Regions from separate parts of the Gossypium arboreum genome. Here region 1 is linked to region 2. A link is a contact called in public Hi-C data. All regions are on one chromosome and are shown on one strand. Each heading gives the region's core, a stretch centred on a gene start, on an enhancer-like site or on the middle of the called end of the contact. The rest is flanking DNA. Distances are from core to core; before and after follow the strand shown.

Evidence for each region. A called contact is a pair of places that touch in the nucleus more often than the background predicts.
Region 1: a Hi-C map of leaf shows a contact between it and region 2, with 4 times the contacts expected there. The contact joins the promoter of LOC108468301 here to the promoter of LOC108468300 in region 2. A contact is called at or near these places in 2 of 5 Hi-C or Micro-C datasets (both in leaf).

What each region holds. Positions count from the first base shown.
Region 1 is chr8:10,192,941-10,197,324 of ASM2569848v2, reverse strand. LOC108468301 (pathogenesis-related protein 1B-like) reads right to left here and starts at 2,025. Exons shown (of 1, transcript XM_017769191.2): 1 at 1,062-2,025. The coding sequence starts at 1,882. The coding sequence ends at 1,400.
Region 2 is chr8:10,029,693-10,033,755 of ASM2569848v2, reverse strand. LOC108468300 (protein DETOXIFICATION 49-like) reads left to right here and starts at 2,770. Exons shown (of 1, transcript XM_017769190.2): 1 at 2,770-4,063. The coding sequence starts at 3,055.

The DNA of each region.
Region 1 (4,384 bases), core at 776-3,275, 160 kb before region 2:
CTGCATTGTTCTCGACCATTCTTATGTCTGTTTTAGGATTCTTGTTAGGATACCACGTCAACCAAGGTAAAAGAAAGATTGCTTGATGATTGGTGCCATGGAGATTTGGGACCACAGCCGGGAACTGCCCAACTGTGTACGACCCAACATTTTGAAATTCCACGAGCTTGCACTTGCTCATTTTCATATTTTCCGTAAATAATCTTGTATGATAATTTGTTTGTGCTCATTAACTTCATTTATTTCGTTGGGAGACTATGATTGTATCCTTAACAATCTAAAAGCCCAGATCTTGAAATTCTAAAAAATTGGTTTACAAGATTTGCAACCTGAATAATTCTTGACAATGGGGAAGTGACTATTTTTGTCAACCAATCAAATTACTGCCCTAGGATCATATACATATCCCTCGCACGGCCTAAAAGGATGGATCAAAGCAGCACATGTGAGGCTCTGCTGCAGACTTAATTTCCCCCCTCTTTTGATCTTTTCGGATTGATGTCCCTGCCACACCTGTGCTGCAGAAAATGAGCAGAGTCCCCAAAGTACAATTCTTAATGATGCTCTAATTTTTATTGCAGAGCAGCAGAAAACAATACAACCTTTTTTTAATTCAAGGGACTACCTTCAAAGTAATGGGTACATTGCTCTTGACGGTGGGTCATCGCGGTAACTGACCATTAATTTCTCACTTTCAACGCCACATAATCTGACACATTACCGTCTTTCAAGTCCAAAGGCGTCACCAATTTTGAAGCCTATAAAAAGCCTTTGGAGAATTTAAAATAAAATCATTTTAAATTATTTTCAAAAGTAAATTATTTTCTATAAATTATTTTAGAAAAGTAAATTATTTATAGAAAAGTAAATTATTTTTCAGAAATTATTTTTCAAATATATTTTCTTGACAAACAAACGAAACTTTAAATTTAAATCCTATCAATAATCGAATATTTTTCAATTTTCAATATTATTGTGCAATGTACTAATTCGATATAGTTATATAAAAATCCGTAAATATAGTGAAATGCTTATAATATATTGCTTCTGAACGAGCGAAATTCATGGAGAAGTTTCAAAGATCAATTTTATAAAATAAACTTTGCACCACAACCTTTTATTCTTGATGCATACAATATATATATGGAGGCATATAAGTCATGGATACTATTTAGGTAATCTTCCATCTAGTACATCTCCATAGACAAGTCAAGAGCAAATCTTCCTTGCTAAATTGCATGCTTCCAACCTCAAAAGCTCAACTAAAGCATTAAGCCAAGTTTAAATGGCTTGTATACATGTTACATCATTAGCAAATCTTTTGCTCCGAAGCATACGAAAATAGTACATCCTTCAATGATATATATATAGATGGTAATTTGATTATAAATATCAAGTCTCAAAAAGGTGACTGTCCAACCACGTTACCAAAAGGGTCATAGTTGCAAGTAATGAAGGTTCCTCCATTGTCACACGTAACCTTTGCGCACCCTACATGGACTGAGTCGCGCCAAACCACTTGAGTATAATGGCCACAAACCTCACCTAAATCGCACGAATTAGAGTGGTGATCGTAATAGGCTTTCTCATCAATCCACATTTTCAATGCATCTGCGACAGACATGTCATCGCTTCCCATTGCAATGTTCTCTCCGTATGGACCCTCGGAGTGAACAAGATTACAGTCCCCAATTCTTTGTTTTGCATATGCTAGTGCATATGCAGCCACTTGGTCATCCCAAGCCAATGGCCCAACATTCACCGCCGCACGAGCATTGTTTTGAGCATTTAAGAACTCTTTTTTCAAATTTTGAGCGAAAGAAGGCAAAGTAAAATGTAGGACGACCGAAATCACCGCCAATAGAATTTTGCACCACGCCATTTTGGTTTCTAGTGCTATTGGCGATGCCAAAGGTACGCGGAATAAGTCACTTGATGAGAAATGAGAAATTTGTGGAAGGTATGAGAAATGAGAAATGGGAAATTTGTGGGAGGTATTTATAAGAAGTTAAAAAAGAGATTATTAAAATTCTAATATAAGAATTCATGATGGTGTAAAAAAACAAAATGTAGTTATACATCCAACAGTAAAAACTAAAATTTTCTATTAAAATCTAGCCTAAATTCAGAAAATGTTTGCGCCTTTACTAAAATTTTATTCTATATATATAATCAATCATTAGTAACTATGTTCAAAGGAATTTTATTTCTAAATTTCTTTTTGATTGAAAGCAATGTAGTAAAACATCAAATTAAGTTTAAAGATTTTGATTCCAAATTTATAGTTAATTGACAGCTACGTAACTGAGGTAGTGAGAAAATTTTGGGGTGAAACATCTTTTTTATTAGAAAGAACATTGACTTTTGCACACTGATATATTATTGGTAAGTTGGAACTAGACCAAGTAAAAAGTGTAGGGAAAAACAGAGGTGAAGACACGAACTTGTTTACATGGAGTGCTAAATTACTATAACTCAACAAGTTTTAGCTATGACTTAAGTTCTACACTGTAACAATCTGATTTTCTGTGGTATTGAAAAATGAGATTTTAAAATCTCATTTCTGTGAACCGAGTCCATAAATATTGAATATGAATATTTACAGAGTTGTTATAAAAGAATGTTAATGTTTGGTCCATTAATTTTGTCAATTAAATATTTAATTTAGGTATAGAGACTAAATTGTAAAAGTTCGATCACTAAAAGTTTTTAATTGGCCAAAGACTTAGAGACTTAAATTGCAATTAGCCAAAGGTTCAAAATAGTAAATAAACCCTTTTGTTGCATCAAATATTGGATGATGATGTTCACTTTCACTATTTTTATTTATAGTGATTGAGGTTTAGTTAAGTTTGATTAATTTCAATTAATTAAAGAATAATCTAAGTATATAAGACAAATATTAGTGGAACATTTTATGTTCTTCATTTTCTGCTAGCCAGCCAAGGTAAGCAGTTTGAGCCATTTATTGTAATTTTTATGTTTTTAAGATCATAGGAGCTTGATTTAGTTACCCATGTACCAATTTGTAAAATTATTAAAATTTTTAAGTTGTCATTGTTAATTTCTTATAAAATTTGGGTGTGAAATTGATAGATTTAAGTTTAGATTATGAAAAGGACTAGATTATAACATTTAATTATTAGTTATGTACATAGGGAATAAAATTTGAATTTGTTGGGAGATTTTGGTATAAATAGAAAATAGAAAGTCCCTAATGAATGTAATTGAAGTCGGATTTTAAGTCGAGGCTAAAAATTGAAAGTTATGACCATCTCCAATTTAGTGGCTAAATTGAATAAAATATAAAACTTTAGGCGTATCAAAAAATGAGATTCCATAGGTTCATTCATGGCATGACATATTATGAAAATGTTTGGTATTAATGGATTGTATAAAATAATTGTTTAGATCAAGAATCGAATCAAAACAAAGTTAATTAAGAAAAAACTAAAATTATTGATTAGTCCTTGAAGAATAAACTTTTTTTGTGTTTTGATCAGGTAAGTTTTGAAAAAAAATTTGATTTGAAAATAGTTTTCTTACACAAAGAAAAATAAAAATTATGAAAACTTATAACATCCCAAATTTAACATAGACGTTACGACCGAAACTTAAAGGTACCAATTTATTTGTTTATCACTGCTTATCAATTATTTTGCGAAAACTTTTTACTATTTATTTATTAGAAAACCAGCTATAGTCTAACGATATTTGTTTTTAAAATATTCCTCTTTATCTTTCAAAACAGAAGAGTCAATCATTATATTGGTTATGTTTCTGAAAACTTAATTTGTAGTTTGATTTGTTAAAAAAAAAAAAATCAAAACTTAATTAGTTTTGAAAATCAAACATCTTTTAAATATGCAGAAATAAGATAGACTTTCAAAAACCATTTAACTAAAAATCCTACAGAAAACCAAACCAAAAATAAAATCTAAAATTTAATTCGAAATTCCAATAATCTAGAAAGTTTATTTAATAATCAATTCATATAATCTTACGCAGATAAAACCAGTCCGAACTCCTGTGGAATCCCAAGGCAAATTGACATCCCAAACAGAACCAACTAAACCCAAGGCAGAATGCAAGCACAAAGACTTTATACGAACCGGATCAGTTTTGGAACATGCTCTTTGAAAGAGTCGTGGACAAGACGCTGGGCAGGAAAAGTAGAAAGACGAACCAACAACCAAAATAGGATTTGGACTCTCAAAATCGATTGTTATACCATCTCCATCTCTTAAAGGGCTAGCTTGAAACGAGAAAGTGAGGAAGAAAATGAGAACCTTGAAACTGTTCACAAGGTAGAGTTAAAGATACAGTCACTATACGTCATTAAACAAGTACCTGGACACGTAGAGTTTTTGAAGGAATTGTGCAC
Region 2 (4,063 bases), core at 1,521-4,020:
CTAATTCATCATTACTCCAGAATTTATTATCTTGAAACTTTAACTCTTCTTCTCGAATTTTTTTCGTGATAAAGTCTTGAACCACTAAGTTGAGTTTTGACTTTATCAGTTTGGATTTGGATCTCGTAATTGGGCCTTGAGGAAAACTAAACTCATCTCTATTATGCCCTTTGAATTGGGCTGAGTTACTCGTATCATTTAGTCTATATAAATATTCATATTGTAAGGTGTAAGTCCACAGAATCAAATATTGAGTTTTTTTTATCTCGTTTCTTTAAATTCCTCTTTTTTATTTTAATTTTAGAGTATTGATAGGTGTAATTAAATATTGATTTTACAGTGCCATGGGTGTGTGGCACGAGGCTAGATCTTTCATCTTGCGATCCGTGTGGCCTTAGGCGATCAGTTCGTGCCAAATTCACCTAAGTCAGCCTAACCACCATAAGTGAGGTTTTCTTTAGAATTCATTCAAGGCACCAATTTGTATAGCGGGAGCAATTATGCCAAAAGAAGCCACGAAAGAACAATAGAAAACCACAGAAAAGAACGCACGAGAGGTGTTTGAGTAAATGCTCTTAGTATTCTATTACTCTTAAATAATAATGAAACAATAGATGAATGAAGTATTTAACAAGTGAGGGGGAGGCTCTCTATTTATAGTTGAGCTCCCTTAAAATTGACGGTCTAGATCAAGTTACATCGACGGACGAGATTAGCCTATTCCTTGATTTTAGGGATTTACAAGATTACATAATATCAAATCTAATCTAATCTTTACAAGATATGATTCCTATAACCTTCTAAGATTAGTCCCCATATTTACTAAAAATAGCCTATGTTGCCATATTTTCATTATTAGGCCACCTAGGCTTTAATCTGACAGGCTTTTCCAACAATTCTTTCAATCGGGCCAGTTCTTGTGGGTAAAATGATTCACATCTGAACAATAGACCTCCATTGGATGCATTTGTTGTGCAATGGCCACGGGTTTTCTACTGGGACCCATGACATGTGAGTGTTCTACAAAGTTAACAACTCTAAACTAATAAAAAAAAATTAATTGATACAACACTAAAACTTTAAAGACTCAAATAAAATATTAAAAACAATTAATAATTTATTTCATATATAATTTTGAAACTTATACAATGAATCTCATATAATAATCTCCTCTATTAAAATTGTAAATATATTGATTTTTGCCTCCTTAAATATGTTGATTAATTAACCTAAAAAATGGTGCTAAAAACGTTAGCAAACTCATAAAAAGTATAACATAAATGGACACTTTTTGTGTGGGAAAGAAGCCTATTATTCTTTGATAAATTATGATTTTAGTGATAGTGGATTGTACAAATTTGGTTATCTTTAGAATGTGGGTTGTTTTCATAAATGTAAAGTATAATTCATTTACTGAATATTAACGAAAAACTTGTTTAAACAGAAAATAACAGGGACGAAAATCTGAGTTTGTTGACTTAACCAAACAAATCTTGTTGATATAGTAACGATGGAGAGATTGTACTCACAATTTCAAGTAACAATCATGAAAAGAAGAATTAATTAACTTATTGTAGACTTCGATTTCAAAAATGATATATTAAAGTACATAAACAGGAGCATGAGTTCCCTTTGTCACAAAGAACAAAATTGCCGTTACTGTTTGTTGATCACAGTTGCTTGTACCTTTCATGTGACACTATTGGTTAATTCGAACTTTGTGAAGTGTCCGAGGAAGATGATGGTCGATCGAGACAAACATGAAACATGTAAAGCAGGATCCCCCTCCCTTCGGCATATATCGGCGCCCGCCACCGTCCATAGCTGCTGAGTACACTGAATCCACGAAGAGCCTAGGCCTATCCGACCAATGCTAGCTCCAAGACAAAATCATAGGATTTAGTGGTAAACCCTAGCCTTATGTTTTCATAACATTATCTCTCTCTTTTTTGCCAAAACAAAAGATCAATTAAATCCCATCTCTTTTATGTGGTCCGTTAAATTGTTATTATTATATGTATATACTATAAAAAATCATTATGTGTCAGCACCATGAAAATATTACTATTTTATTCCTTATTTGACACATTCAAAAACTAAAAACTCAGTGATTTCTTTATTATTTGTGTGTAAAGGAGTTAGTTATGATTTCATCCTAACTTTAACCATTAACTACTTAAAACATTCATGTGTAAATCGAGTATTAATGTTTAATTCAACCTAACAGGTTAGATTCATCTTTACTAATTTAATTATAAAATTTTAAAAATAATTGGATATTTTCATAAATATATACAAATATTATTTTATACATTTTAATTTTCACTATTTTTACCTTTATCATTTTAACCTCAATCATATCAATAAAAAATAAAGAAGGTATGAAATATCAACTCAAGCCTAACAGTAACAAACAACTTGCATAGCCATGGGCATTCTTAAAAAATTATTTGGTTAGGTCCCCGAAAAGAAGAGGGTTTAAACATTATTAAAGCAGCCAATCAATTGGTGGAAATTAATAAGATAATTGAGAGGGTTGCTTGAGCAACAAAACAGTAGAGGTTCAGCAAGCTTCCTCATGTGTATAATTAGGTCCACATATAACCGTCCAAATATTTATTATGTTTCCTCAACTAAAAACGTAAAATCGGAGATTTAAAAAGGCTTTGTTCCCCCTTTAATTAGATCAATTAAAGAAGGTAAAAGGCAAATAGGTTTTAAACCGATATCCTCATAAATACTTCACACTTGTGAAGCAATTTTAAACAAAGCGAGTTCCCATTCAGGGGTTGATTTTTCATTTGCACACCCAATTGGCAACAGTGACATCTCCTGGTCGTTCATAAAAGGAAGCTCGATCTGTCAATTGTTCTTGTCTCCACAGGTTAAAAACCCCTTTAAAACCCACATACTCTTTCCATCTTTTCAGTCCCCTCCCCCCCCAATTGGCTATCTCTCCTTCAAACGATTATACCCAAATTCCTCTCTGGTTTACCCTTAGTGCTCTTCCTACTTTCGTTTTCTCACCGTACCATAAAAAGGAAGTGCACAATCATGGGGGGCTTCTCCTCATCTTGCAAACAGAGTTTGGATCACGAAAATCTTGCTACAATCGTGGTACAAGAATCAGATATGTTAAGTACTCCTTTGAACCTCAAGATCCTAACAGAACAAAGACAAGACATGACTTCAGAAAAGACTTGTCTGTCTCCAATAATTGGTGAATTGAATTGCATAGCCAACGTAGCTTTCCCGATGGTACTAACGGGGCTGTTGCTCTACTCTCGATCCATGATTTCCATGTTGTTTCTTGGGCGTCTAGGGGAGCTCGCTTTAGCCGGTGGCTCACTGGCTATTGGATTTGCTAACATCACAGGGTACTCCGTTCTCTCTGGCCTTGCCATGGGGATGGAGCCCATCTGTGGTCAAGCTTTTGGTGCCAAAAGATTCAAAGTTCTTGGCCTCACCATGCAAAAAATGATACTTATGCTTCTTTTGACTTCAATTGCCATTGCTTCTTTGTGGTTCAGCATGAAAAATATCCTTCTCTTTTGCGGCCAAGATGAAAATATGGCCAATGAAGCTCAATCCTACATTCTTTATTCTCTTCCAGACCTTCTTGCACAATCCATTTTACACCCTTTGCGTACATATTTGAGGACTCAGTCTATAACTTTGCCTCTCACATACTGTTCGACTCTGGCGATTCTTCTCCACATTCCCATTAATTACCTTCTTGTTTCGGTGCTCAATCTTGGCATCAAAGGCGTTGCTTTGGGGTCCGTTTGGACGAACTTCAATCTCGTAGGTTCGTTGATTGTTTACGTGAAAATCTCCGGGGTGTACAAGAAAACATGGGGTGGAATTTCCTCAGACTGCTTCAAAGGCTGGAAATATTTATTGAATTTATCCATTCCAAGCTGCATTTCAGTTTGCCTGGAATGGTGGTGGTATGAAATCATGATTTTGTTATGTGGGCTGTTGTTAAATCCACAAGCAACTGTTGCTTCAATGGGTATTTTAATTCAAACCACATCTTTTATATACATTTTTCCATCTTCCT